Linked DNA regions of Rattus norvegicus: region 1 is linked to region 2. Evidence: chromatin contacts called from public Hi-C data. All regions are on one chromosome and are shown on one strand. The core of a region is the stretch at or near the end of the contact, and the rest is flanking DNA. Distances in the headings are between cores, read along the strand shown.

The links. A called contact is a pair of places that touch in the nucleus more often than the background predicts.
Region 1: a contact with region 2 is called in a Hi-C map of the A7r5 cell line, with 2.5 times the contacts expected there. The contact joins two enhancer-like sites.

What each region holds. Positions count from the first base shown.
Region 1 is chr18:50,878,479-50,882,800 of GRCr8, reverse strand. All of the region lies in intron 1 of LOC120098211 (a long non-coding RNA gene), which reads left to right. Among named protein-coding and RNA genes, the nearest start is that of Zfp608, 270 kb to the right of the region's middle. Within about 2 kb of position 2,835, at least 11 of the 93 cell types and tissues checked have an H3K27ac peak or open chromatin away from gene starts, as enhancers often do. A contact at or near this core is called in the A7r5 cell line, where this site is marked.
Region 2 is chr18:50,755,329-50,759,466 of GRCr8, reverse strand. No RefSeq gene overlaps it. Among named protein-coding and RNA genes, the nearest start is that of Zfp608, 150 kb to the right of the region's middle. Within about 2 kb of position 2,381, at least 60 of the 93 cell types and tissues checked have an H3K27ac peak or open chromatin away from gene starts, as enhancers often do. A contact at or near this core is called in the A7r5 cell line, where this site is marked.

The sequences.
Region 1 (4,322 bases), core at 1,586-4,085, 120 kb before region 2:
TGAATGGCTTGTATTCCACGAACTAGCCTCACTGGTATTCTTTGAGTTACAATTTAAAATTAATTATGTAGAGTTTATGCCAGAAATCATCTTTGTTTTCCAGCATATTCCAGTCATAAGGAAAGTGGTAGAACAAGGTTTAGAATTACCGGAAGCCAAATCTGGATGTTCTTGCCTTTCTTCCCTTCATTTTCTACCTAATAGCTTTTTCCTGGAAGTTAAAATCATCCCCACCAGTGTGTTGCACATCCCCAGGTCTACCACCCAACATAAGAATGCTCAATCACTCTAAATGCAAAACAAAACTTTTAAAACTCAAGAAAACTATTTCTTGGTTGATTGAGACCTTTTGGTCATTTGGGAATCATACAAATAGTCAGAGAACTGTGGATAGCAAGCCCAGTGACAACATGGTGGAAGACTTAAGAAGACTTGGAAGACTTAAGAAGGAATTCCCCCAAGCAATCCCTACAGTGTTATATATATATATATATATATATATATATATATATATATATATATATATATATATATATATATATGACACTATATATATATATATAGTGTCAGACACACCAGCACCAAAAGAGAGCATTGGATCCCATTACAGATGGTTGTGAACCACCATGTGGTTGCTCAGGACCTCTGGAAGAGCAGTCAGTGCTCTTAACCATTGAGCCATCTCACCAGCCCCACTACTTATGGTCTTAAGGGAGGTTTGTTTCTACTGAACACAACACGATGTATGCTTTGCTCCTCCCCTGATCACAAAATGTGCTGCTTCCTTTGTGTTTTGGTTACTCTTACTTCTAAAAGGAAAATGGTAGAAATAAATCATTCATAAGTTTTATACAGAATCTTATTCTGAGTAGCATAAGAAAAATCTTGTCCTATTCAACGCTTTCACAACCAGAGAGTGAATGTTCCATAGTCTATCATGGAAGTCATATAATCTTCCCACCATCTGGCCCGCGATAACTGTCTTGGTTATCAGAGGGATATTGTAGTGTACAGACCGAATCAAAAGTGCAAAGATACTGGTGCTGCCAATTTTATAATATATTGTTATAATTTTTAATCTCCTAATATACCTAATTTATTAATTAAATTTTATGTGTAATATTTATGTATAGGAAAACAAGGTGTGTATGCAGGAGAGCTTAAAGAAATGCAAGATAATTCACACATGATAATCTTTAAAATAACACAAATAAATCCAATGACTTCCTCCATACACTGTAGATGACCTGGTATCCTCCTGACACAAACATACACACAAGGTATAAGTGGGGAAATGCAAACAATGCCAGTAAAAGAATAGAAAGAGGTCCAGAAGTTTCCAAGCCATGTACTTCTTTATAATCAAAATGGAATCTTTATGACACTATAACTGATTTGTCAAAATAGAAGAAGAGAAGCCCTCTTCCTCCTGAAATGGGAATTGTTCTGGGAAAAACAGAGGTTGAAGAAAAACATCCAAGCTGTTGGGAAGTGTGTCAGACAAGACATCAAGATCATTCGTCAACAAAGACACAATAGTCACAGTGTTTATGCCCAGTGATGGTTGCTTGAATTTGACTATGGAGACTCATGAAGTTCTGACTGCTGGATTTGTTCACAAAGGTCATGCTATAGGTGATTGCCCGGAGTCTGCTTTAAGGTTGTGAAAGAAGCCCGCAAGTATCTTTGGACACTGTACAAAGGCAAGAAGGAAAGACCAAGATTATGAAAGCATAAATTTTGACAATAAAAACAGTAATAAATTTTATGCTCTATAAAAAAGTAGCCATCTCTATGCTTGCATAAGTTACATACATACTTTCAGAAGACAAGAACATGACTCTTTATTTCTCTGGCCTTGGTCTCTTTGTAGATAGTGATACTTACTTAGGTAGCGAGGCCAACAGGTAGAACAGATGGATTAAGGGAACCACAGAGGAAAATATCGCCCAATAACTATTTTATTAGACTCCATGAAATTACTTATTCTTTTGTACATTTAAAAGCATTTTTGAACTGCATTTTCACCCATTTGTAGGTCAAGTCTCTCCTCCCCAGGTACTTATCCACTTAACACTGAAGGTGAGGTTTCAACTGCATTATAGCAAAGCACCCAGACACTAGGGCCTTACGTAAGATAACAGTATTTCTCCTACAATTAAAGTAAGTGTAGCGGTCAATTGCCCAGCGTTGTCAGCAAGCTCCACTGTGATTTTTGATGACGTCAGCTCCTTCCTGTCATCTCCACCCCAATTCCAGGATATCACTCTTCTGCCAAGGTCACAAGTTGGCTTCTAAAATCCAGACATCACGTCTAAATCCCATACAGCAGAAAAGGAGGCCAAGTCAATTCTCTTTTTAAAATAAAAGTCCTGAACATAACTCTTTATTTCTACTAACCCTTTCCAACCATCATGTACCTACAAAGCCACTCCTAACATGGGGCAACAGTATAGGAACTGGTGTTGTAGTTGTCCCCTGGCCCTCCTCTGCAAAGTCAGGGTTCTATGACTGGGGAAGCACATTGGTAAGAAAATTAACAGTCTCTCTACCACAATCAGTCAGGGGAAAAATCTTAGCATGTCCTGGCAGAATAATTCAAGCATGACTTATGCCCAAATTAATTATCCATCCACTGTCATCAGCAAAGATCCGCAGGCATCTGTCATCCCACAGGCTCTGCTGACTAGTTTATAGTGAGGCTTGACCGAAAGCTGAAACTAGGAAGCTTTGGAGTCACCCTTCACAGCAAGACATCATCTGTCTGCATTAGAAGCTCATGTGTGGGATTAGGTGTCAGCACCAAGTACAGGGCTCCACACCCCTGCTGTGGCTATAATGCACTTTAAGCCTAAAATAGAATCACTGTGGCTTTCTCCTGGCAGTCCCTTGCCCCTGTGGGAAACCTTCTGGCCTCCTGGCCAGTCTCCAGAGAGATTCCTGTCCATCTGCCTGAGAGGAGACACATTCTAGGCTTGACGCCCACATTCTCACCTGCTGCTCAGACAGCGGAGGGCCGTGCCTATTTGGGTCAGTCCTTCTGAGTGATTATTTCATTACCTTAGGTACGTATACTCGAGTATCCCTAACATGCCAACTGTGAGCATCACATGTTTGGATAGAGCTCAACCAGTAAACACAGTGAAGGATGCTGAGGAAAAGACGATGAAATCTGAGATAAAAGTTAGACTGGAGTTTTTCTTGGCTCTAGAGGTGACATTCGCAGAGCTCACATGGAACTGACATCTCTATTTTTTTCCTCCTGTGTTGAGTACTGGTTTTGTCATACCCTTATCTTTTCTTGCAAGCTTACTATGAAACTGCATTACAATATTTCCTGGCAACATGCTATAGATGGCCAAAAGAAATGACAAGTATTGTCATGTGAATTGACTGGCAGTGATGTGCATGCATTTAATCCCAATACTCTGGAGACAAAAGCAGATGGATCTCGGAGTTCAAGGCTACCCAGGTCTACAGAGTTAGCTCCAAGATAGCCTGACTACAGAAAAAGACTGTCTCAAGAAGAGGGAGGGAGAGAAGGGGAGGGAGGGAGAGGATGGGAGGGAGGGAGAGGATGGGAGAGGGGGAGGGGAGGGGAGGGGAGGGGAGGGGAGGGAGAGGGGAGAGAGAGAGAGAGAAGAAAAAAAGTAAAGTAACCAGAGATAAATCAGGAGGCTAAAAAGGATGAGACAAAAGGATCCTGGAAATTTTGTTTTTCCCAGAAATTAGACCATATCAATAACTTGTTTTGTGGAGCAAATCATGAAAACAAATTCAGAACTCCTTGGGTTTTTGTCAAAAGAGAAAGCTTTATTTAATGCAAGGTGGGGATCAGGTTGCTTCTACTTGCTACTCACTTAAGACAATCCCTTTCATCTAGAGTAAAATTCACTGCCCTGCTTCTAAGATTTGGCATAACAAATTGCTTTGCATACTGGGAACAAAAGTCACTCAGGCTCTTAGACCAGGAGAGGGACATGGTCTGATCTAACTTTAAACTGTGACACTGTCAAGGGCTGAACAGCTCTACCCCCACCCCCACTCCAATTGCCCAGATAGATACCAGGAGTCAGAGAAGCCAATAAGCAGACTATTTGTGAACTTCCTATGTGACCACAGCTGGAGAAAAGACCCTCTTAGCTGGGAGTAATTTTTCCTGATGAGATTAGATAATTTTTATTCTCTTCCCAATCTGGAAGTCCCCTTGCTTACAAAAGCTATGTACACCCCCATACTGCCAGAGGAATCCATGTGCCAGAGGCCTTGTTTGGCGGTGTCTGGTTTGGTTATCACACAGGAAATTCTGGCAAGTGGTCACA
Region 2 (4,138 bases), core at 1,132-3,631:
GCTCTTGTTGTCTGATATAGAAGCACTTAAAGAGAAGTGTAAGCTCCTCAGAATACCATATGGAGCCAACAGAGACCATAAAAGGCTTTTCAGGGGATGGTGCGTGAAAGTTCATTAAGTCCACAGCACTCAAATCCTGATTTAAACTCTACCCGTCATGCAGGTACAACACCTGTGTCCCTCTCGGCCAACAGAGGATCCATATTCACAAGAAGCGGAGGAAATAACATATTCTTCTCAAAACATTATAAAGTTAATGATTCACAGGACAGTTAAATAGCTTCCAGAACTCCTATCACTTTGGAGATAAAGCAGACAAGGCAATAACTGTATTTTATTTCTTAACGCTGCTCCAAGCAGCCTATCACTGATATTTCTGTAAAGAATAGGGATGGAGGGAGAGGGAATATCAACAAATCATATTTCAGTTTTATATTTGGGGAGAGATCTTTCTCTCAGCACTCTTGGTCAAAGTCATTTTTTTTTTGTTTCCCTAGGGAAAGATATCTGAAAAACAAAAGCAGTGTTGCCTCCCCCCCCCCCCGCCCCTTTCAATTTATGAATTGTTCCTGTTGGTCCTCTTTTGTGATTTTCAGTTTTTTGAGATAAGGTTTTATGCTGTGAGCCAGGTCAGCTTTGAGGTCAAAATCTTCTTCCCGTGTCAGCCAGCCCCATGGGAGCTGAGATTACAGGAATACACTACCAGACCTGGCTATTTAAATATATATACATATATATATGCAGAAATTAAACACTTTATTCTAAAATAAGTGACTAAATCCACTTATTCATGAGTGATGCTAAGTGCTCAATAAACAAGGGAAATAATAGTTCATTATTAATCAAAAATAGGCAACTAATACAACATTTATTTGTAGATATTCAGTGGTTAAAACAAAACATCTGTGTCTGTCATTAAGAAAATGAGAACTGAACATTCAAATACACCTTCAAGGGGAGTTGCAAATTGCAGACACCTTTTGGAAAAACAATTAATCTTCTTTATAAATCTTGTCTCACAATTTTTCCTACACAGTTTGGCTAGCGTTATATAAGGCATGTTTGTTGCAGTGTAATTGAAAAAAAAAAAAAGTCCAGAGAGAAGAATATTGCTTAAAAATATCCATATAGCAGATTTCAAAATGGTTCACAAGAATACTGGAAATCTATGTGTTCTGTAGACTGATTCAGGAAGAAGTATGGAAAGTTCTCCAAAGCGGAGTTTAAAACAGTAACACTTTGTCTTAGAAACATTATCCTTAAAAAAGAGAGATGGATCATTAAATGAGATTCTGAAGTTAAATATGTGAAATCTCCCACACTGTGAAAGGAGTCTCTGTTTCTCATTTGTAAATCTTCATTTCTTCCAACACTGCACACAAGAGAAAACCCAGCTACTCTAAGAATAATAATGGACGCATGGTGGTGCAGCCATAACTGTTCCCATAGCAATAAAAAAAACCTAGCTAAAGTAAAATCACTTTTACACAGAATTTGCCTCCGATAAATGATCAACTGGAAAATCTTATTTACTAATGAAAGCAGACCCAATATTGTAATGATCTCTGTCTACACGGGATTTTTAGTATTTCGTAAGTAGCCACTAGAAAAACACCAACGTAGAATATTTATTTATCTTCCGGCCTTTCTGGATTCATAACTGGTGGCTTGTCTCTGAGAATATCAGAAGGCTAAAGCCTTTTTATGAATGCATTTTTTGTAAGATTCTATTAAGTGCAAGGAGGCAGGGTACATGAGCACGCAGGTGCAGAGGCCCAGGACGAGTAAGATTCCTCGAAGCTGAAGTTACGGGGTCCTGGACATGGGAGCTGGGATCGGAACTCTTCGGGAAGAGCATCCAGTGCTCTGAACTCCTGAGCCTCTCTCTAGACCCCCATTGCATGATTTTTTTACAGGTCCTGCTCTCCAACCAAGTTGGGGCTGGTTCAATGATCGAGTCCCACATATAACGGCATTGAGGTCTAATAAAATCATCAAACGTTGCAGATTTCTCGTGGTAGACACGTCAGGGGTGCTTAACCCAACCTCAACAGAATTAGGATAAACCAGCCAAGGTTTTTGGCAGGCAGAGCTGTGACAGCTTATCTGCATTTGACCTCTGCCTAAAAATACTTCCATTAAAACATTTTCCCCTTCGGGCCACCGTGTTTTGGCAATAGATAACTGCCTAGTCCTGCCGGTCGAGTCCTGGCCTGAGGTTCGGGTTTCTGCATATCTATTGCACCAGAAGAAAGCCGTCTGAAAATAGAAACATGGGCTGTTTTGTCGCTGTTGAATGGGAAGGCTAATAATAGTGTTGCTTCATTGTTTGGCAGGGACTCAAGGCTACCTCGGCCAAGCAGCCGAACATGCTGTGCGGCAGTAACGAAATCATAAAATTCCTCCAGGGACTGGGGCAGCTATTCAGAACATGTTTTATATTCTGGGGTTGCTTGGGAAGGAAATAGTTCAGAAGTTGTTTTGACACAAATGTGGTTTGTTTCCAATTGAAGGAGGGGGAGGGGCGGGGAGCCCAGTCAGGAGGTCAGTTGCAGAAGGGGAGATGCAAAAATGTCGTTAAGGAGCTCCTGACAGGTGGTGATAGGGCTGTCGCTGTGAAGCCTGGGGCCTAGCGGGGAGTTTGTCTCTGCCAGGCTCCCAGAGTGCTCTCTGCTGCCTTTCACACTCGTATTATGTTTATTTCTGTTGAACTTAAAGCGTGACCTTTTCCAAACTGCCCCGCACTGTTGACCCACATGCATTTTTGAGACCTCATTTCCCTGAATGCCTCCCTTCTTCCTGCAGCAAAGCTCTCTCAATAGGAAGAGGCTGAGGTAAAAGAGCCCTGGAATGGAAATCTTTCAGGCATTGCATTCTGCTTGCTATTAATAATTCAGAAGTGTTTTTTAATGCCCTGATATGGAAGGAAGGTTTTTTGACACCAAAGGCATCTAAATATTAATTTCAGAGGAATTGGTTGTTACAAGCAGTTAACATCCATTTTGTTAGTTGACCTCCCCGGGAAGGTTAATGCACTAAAATCTGGTCATTAAGTATAGTAACGAATGTTTTTTCAGAAAGGTTATTACTATCATAAACTCTAATCCGTGGTTCACGGCAGCAGCCTCTAATGTAGGGCTCGGACTAATGAAGAATTAACTATTTCTGAGCAGTTAATAAAGATTTTTTTTCTCCCACCAATCAACAGACCCTGCATGATCTATATAATTACTGAAAACATTAAGCGCTGGGTATGAGTGCACACGTGTCCGAGCAGACTTCTAGTCCCAACAAATGACAAATGGCAAACCTAATCCCATTGCTCTTAATTTTTTTTTGGTAACATGGTCACTGAAATAAGAAATAATGAAAGTCCTAAGTATTTGAAAATGATGGTGTACTGCGAAGCATTTGCTAAATGAGTATTGATGAGGTCTTTAGTCACATTTTATTGTGATGGAAGATTCCCTATTCTGGCTTAGATATTGTTATACTACAAAGGTTAATAGACTGCAAACACGACTCTCTCTCTCTCTCTCTCTCTCTCTCTCTCTCTCTCTCTCTCTCTCTCTCTGCTCCCTTGTTTGTTTTGTTCTTCTTTGCTTAAAAACCACACTCACTGTCGAGAATGTAGGCAACTTTTACACCTCCTGAAGAGCAGAGGGGAAAGGGACTAAGGCGCCTAGGGCGGTGCTTTGCTTCTCAATGGAAAGGTCTTCTCGAATTAATTAAAGTCACTTTCCCGCTGAGGTCCAAGCATTAGCTTTGCTTTGAAGGAAAAAAAAAAAAGTTGCTCATACCAACTTCTTAGAAGTCGTCATTTAAGGCGAAAACAATGCATCAGGCTTTAAGGAATAATCTCCTGTGGTAACCAAAAATCTGAACAATTACTATTCTAAGGACCCAAGGCGCTCTGAAGAGCTAGTCCACGGTTGGCCAGGAAACAGAAGGGATGATCCTCTGGCTTTCTCTGAGGCGGATCAATTCCCATTCCATAAGACCAGTCTTCACCATCTACACGCATCTTTCCCCCCTTTCTGCCATGTCAAACCAGGCTACATTCTGTCGTTTGGGCAGCTGTCCCCTTACTTGAACACAAAGCCAACCATAGTTGGCTGAAACAAAAGAAGGGTCCCGG